Regions from separate parts of the Gasterosteus aculeatus genome. Here region 1 is linked to region 2. The links are chromatin contacts, called in public Hi-C maps. All regions are on one chromosome and are shown on one strand. The core of a region is the stretch at or near the end of the contact, and the rest is flanking DNA. Distances in the headings are between cores, read along the strand shown. Region 1 overlaps LOC120811232 (voltage-gated potassium channel regulatory subunit KCNG2-like). Region 2 holds the start of snrka (SNF related kinase a).

Region 1 (2,700 bases), core at 92-2,591, 120 kb after region 2:
AAGAGCATTTTTCATCACACCCCCTCATGTACATACACACTCGGTGCACTGGTTGGAGAAAACATGCAGTTGACTTGAATCAAACCTTAACCTCAGGTAGAACATGATGGTTTGGCTTTAAATATGTACGTTATTAACCTGACTTCATGAGTCATAACAAGTAATGACGCATTCAAACTCCTCCCCTCCATGTTTTTCCTTTGTGTTCTTTTTTGTCTTCATTAGGCGTAAAACTTGCATTGTCTCTACTAACCAGTCATTTAAATACAAAACAGCAAACTTTTGAATTAGATTAGATCCAAAGTGACTCACTGATTCAGTGGTGTCTTTTGAGCATTCTTACTTTGTATATACTTCTTACAGGGTAGTTAAATACAAAGCTTAGCCTCGTCCTGCCACGGCTACCCATCTAACTTCTTCTTCTCTGCTTCGTCCAGTTCCTCTGCCCTCATCTGTCTCGCATTACTTTTGTCCAAAGTCTGCTCATTCCTCAGCTCGTTTCTTTTCGCCCTCATTATTTTTGTTCTGTTGCCGTCTCTCCTCCTTCCTCGCCTTTTTCTCTTCATCTTACTCCATCCAGTTTTAGTTTTACTGTAGGAATTCCATAGGAAGTGCACCACCCCGGCCATGTTGTCCACTCATTCCAAGTGATGCCAGAACCGTTCCCTGTTAAGAAAAGAAAACGTTATTTTTGAAACACTGTGTGGGGTTGAGGTCAGTGTGAAGTACTCCAGGAGTAGAGACCATGAACTCACTACGCTGTTTGCTGAGGGAATAAATCCAGTGAGAGCCGGTCCTTTCCTCGTAGACTTCTATACAATCACATTCCTTTTTAAACCAGAAGAGTTACACCCTGCTGGTCGGTAGCCAATTATGCAGCTTTAAAACACTTCCTGGGAAGACTACAGGTTCACTTACCTGATGTTCTTCTGTTTACACACGTAGGAGCCTCATTCAGGACTTTTAAGACAATCGGCCTTACTCGGCAGAACCGGAGGTAACCGAAAGAATCGAAAGCGACATCAAGATTCTTGGCTGTCAAATCATTCAGTTTCTTAAGTTAAGCCCTAAAAATGATTGTGACGATGCCGTATTCTGAAGATCTCAAGGATGAGAGCCAGGGATCAAGATCAGAGATCAAGGATGAGGGCGATCAACTAAGCAAATAGATGTTTTATTGTGTGTGTGGATCCGACATTCCCCTGCAGACCAATGCAACAAGGCCCTTCTGGGCCCACAACACCAGCTCTGGTACAGAGAGTAGAGGGCACTGTATACCATTTGTCCTGCAGGTTACTTCCAGGTCTGTCAGAGACAGTGGATGTGCAATTACAGCTTTATGTTTTTCAAGTATTTTAGCCAAACTAACGTGGTCGAGTGTGATCTTTACGTCCCTCCCTCTCCAGAGGGAACGTGTCATCTCCATTCTTTGGCTACTGCGAAAGAAGAAGTGCACTTCTGCCTTCTAGTGGACACAAACCAGACCGCAGTTCCACTGCTGCCCAGTCATTTCTGCTTCAAAGTTTATTTTTGTCAGAATCAGAATCACATTTGCGTCTATCTCTCGTCACACATGGACAGAAATATAATTATCATTTAGGAACAAGGACAAAAACGCTGGACAAGACTGTGAAACTAGTGAAATAAATATATTTACACAATATTTTATTTATATATATGGAGAGCATCCACAACAAATATCCCACTTTTGAAACAACCTTCAAAACAGCACTTGAGTTTTCACATATATGTATTCATTCATACATTAGAAAATCAAACAGCATTTGAAATCAGCATTAAACTGCTGCGAATGATACTGTACATTACTACAGACACCAACGAGCTGCAAAGTAGAAATATTTGTTAGAGAAGAGCGTAACTTCTCACAAGGGACATAATTTGCTGTACTCTCCAATTCTAAAATAAACATTCTACGATGACATACTACAAACAAATAAAATGATAAAGAGGATACTATGTCCCCTTTAATAGGTCTCACATCGTAGACTGAGATGACCATGCCTTTTTGGCAGTGGCAGCTGGTGGATTTTTTTTTTTTGGTAGCCAGTTTCAGTAAACATCTGGTGATTCAATGCAAAAAAAAAGGTATCAAACACGTATTATTACTTTGCAGTAAATATTTAACATTTATTCCAACAAAATAAGGAATCTTCATACAATTCAGTATATATATTCAGTATGTATATACTGTATACCAAACAATATTCAGTAAATGATATAACTTCCATATTGTAACTGTATAAATATACAATATAATTATCATAAATATCATAATAAATGTATTATGTTAAGGGATAAATATATTACATATACATATAAATATATTTTTATAACATCTATTAGAACATGTGTATATATATATATATATATATATATATATATATATATATATATATATGAGATGCACCTATGAACATAGGGGAAACCCCCAATCAGTGTGTTGAGGAAAGACCAAGTCAAAAGCCCCACAAAACTTCACACAATGAATCATTTTGGATTAAATGTTTTTGTCAAAAGTGTTCCCTGTTTTCATCCATGTCCTGGTTGTGTGTCCCCACGCAGTCTTGGTCTGTCGCAGCTGGCTAGCGATGACGGAGTTATCGCTGTGGTCAACCAGCCTCTACTTACAAACACAGTCAAGCAAGGCAGGTTAGGTGCTCCATAAAAACTGCCTCAGCA
Region 2 (2,700 bases), core at 16-2,515:
GTGGCGCGCCAGCTTGACCACGGCGAAGTGGCCGCGGCCCAGCGTCTTGTCCAGGTCGTACAGGCCGGCGATCTTGCCGTCGTAGCCCCGCTTGAAGCCCGCCATGGCTGGAGAGGGCGACAGGGAGAGGGGAGCCCCCACTGCAGGCGGGGGCGGGTTGGCGGAGTCGTGTGGGTCCAGCTTAGAGCAGTTCATCGACGGCGGGGGGAGAATCCCATGGTTCCAACTTCCTACAGGACAGGAAACAGGTAGTATACATCAACAAACACTGACTGACTCACACAGCTTAAGATATAAAGATAAAACGATACACAGTTCTATGGTTTCATCTCGATTTGAACAACAATAATAACATATATCGACCCACTGGCTTAATCACAGCGAGCACTAATAGTGCACGTTGGCGCATTAAAGCTCCAGACAGAGGAGGAGGAGGAGGGCTTGTTTTGACAGGATGGCTGCTGCCCTGAAGGAGGCTAACGTGTCCTGGCGTACTGCCTCACGCCGCAACAATAAACCGAGTTCCCAAAAATCGCAATAATATGCTTTCTTTAGTCGCGTGCATTGGCAGCTCTTTCGCTACCATGGCGGAGTTTGACAGTCGGGCCCGGCGGTCGCACCGACAACTTAGCGTTAGGCTAACGTTACCGGGGGGCTAGCTCGTTGTTCATTGATTAATACACGTTAGCTTACTAGCCGACTGGCGTGAAGAGCTTCCGGTCCTCCGCGTCAAAATGTCCCCCGCTAATTCACAAACCCAGCTGAGGAATAATCTCCTCGCAAATACAGGTAGCAGTGTAACAGGCGGCTGGCGGTAAGAGTACACGGCGGATTCACGTCACACACGGTTAGCCGTAGTTAGCATGTAGCAGGCTAAAGTTACTGTACCGCTCGCTCAGCTTACCTCTCCAGTTTCGCTCCGGTAGACATAAAGCACACGAGTCCGGTGCCGACCGGGTGCCTTGGCTCCTACGGGTGTTCTCTATTGAAGCTTACCGCAAACTGTCACGGAAGTGACCGCGGCACTCAGAGGGTGCCTATGCCCTGGGTGCGTCTGTAAAACGGGGCATCGCATCGGTGGTAACGGCAGCCCTAGTCGGTATCGTTGCGTCCTCCCAGCCGCGGCGGTGGGGTTGTGATGTTGCCTTCACGTGCCGAATAAAAATGTCGATGTTTTCAGTACCACCCGAGTTGGCCAGGATAGCCATGGGGACTCGTTGCACACCTGGTTGGCGATTATGTTCACTGTTAAAGGAAATGTAACTTGTTGCATTTCACGTTTTTAGTATTGTTAGAATCATTGTTCGTCTTCTCGTTGGACACGTTTGTTAGGTTGCATTCACTATATAAGGAAAACACTCCAGGCTCAGGGTTTTGTACGAGGACCACGGAAAGGCAGCACGAGCATCGCCAGCCGCCTTCAACTCTGACGTCAAACGTTGTCTTTCGATTGGGAAAGGTTGCTGAAGCGATATTGTATTTAAATTAAACAACAATGAATGGCTGTACGCTGTTTTTGACAAAGACATGCCATATTGGGGCAATATTTGTGTATCATGGTAGGAAACATGGTTTAAATGTGCAATTGATCGATTACCTGTTTGTGAGTTATTGGTCCTCCCAATAAATGGCATGGAGTGGCATCTAGTGGCGGACATTTCACTTGCTTTGAATACCAAAATCAACTTTCTTATAATTGCAATGGAGCCACGAGTTACTGTTGTTATTGTTATTATTGTTATTGACGTTTGTGCTTTTCCAGCTTAAAACTCAAATCAATTAGGTGCTTTCAATTAGTTGTATTTGATGATACAACAAAGGAGAGGCAATATGGGCAAAAACATTGTTTTTCCTGCACTGATTCATGAAGTTATTTACTTCTTTGTCTATTCAGGTCTGTGGATTCATCGAAATTCATTGAATGTAAGCACTGGATAATGCCTCATCTCAACATAACATTTCCACAAACTGGAACTGCCTTTTAAGCAGGTGGATGTGTGTCATTACAGTGTGTGGACTAATCGGGCAGAAAGTAACACCTCGCTACCTTATGTCATTTTTTTACTTTTGGGTTTTAAACGGTCAGAGACAATGTGAAATGAGCTGTCAGTCAAATAGGACTGAGATTGCTGATACATCTTTCTGAATGTTGCAATTGTTTGTGGATCCTAAGTGGCATTAATTGTGTCTTGACATTGCTTTAAATCTAAATTTATTTACGGTTTCCCTTTCTCAGTGCAGACCTGTCGTTTGTTTATAGAGCTATCACAGTACTCTTGAAGGGATGTATTAAAATTCATATTTTTAACCCCTTTTCTGCTTTTATGTCACTTATTCTTGGTAAATATGTATTATTTTATTTATTACATTACATTTCATGTCATTTAACTACGCTTTTATCCAAGCGACCTACAGTAAGTGCATTTCAACCATGAGGATAAAAACCCATTTATCTTTTTAATATCATAATCATTTATAACCAACCATATAACTACTTCTCAACTTGTCAAAGTAGCTAATGATTTGGTTATGATTTTCATAAAACATCACAGGCAGTGTTGCTTTCTAAACTCTAGATGGGAGTATTGCCTCTTATTTGACTCGTCCCCACGCTGCAGCATGGTCACTGATACACTGTTCCCCAAATCCTATTTTATTTCACAAGAGTGTTCATAGAATAAAATCCATCCATCCATCCAT

What was found. Hi-C and Micro-C count contacts between places; a contact is called where the count stands out from the background.
Region 1: a contact with region 2 is called in a Hi-C map of skeletal muscle, with 8 times the contacts expected there. The contact joins the enhancer-like site here to the promoter of snrka in region 2. A contact is called at or near these places in 4 of 6 Hi-C or Micro-C datasets (skeletal muscle, tail fin and whole body).

The regions. Positions count from the first base shown.
Region 1 is chr20:18,389,805-18,392,504 of fGasAcu3.hap1.1, forward strand. LOC120811232 (voltage-gated potassium channel regulatory subunit KCNG2-like) reads right to left here. Exons shown (of 4, transcript XM_040166492.2): 4 at 1,637-2,700. Among protein-coding and RNA genes, the nearest start is that of LOC120811232, 9.3 kb to the right of the region's middle. Within about 2 kb of position 1,342, at least 1 of the 9 cell types and tissues checked has open chromatin away from gene starts, as enhancers often do.
Region 2 is chr20:18,272,252-18,274,951 of fGasAcu3.hap1.1, forward strand. snrka (SNF related kinase a) reads right to left here and starts at 1,266. Exons shown (of 8, transcript XM_040164213.2): 1 at 905-1,266; 2 at 1-230. The coding sequence starts at 195.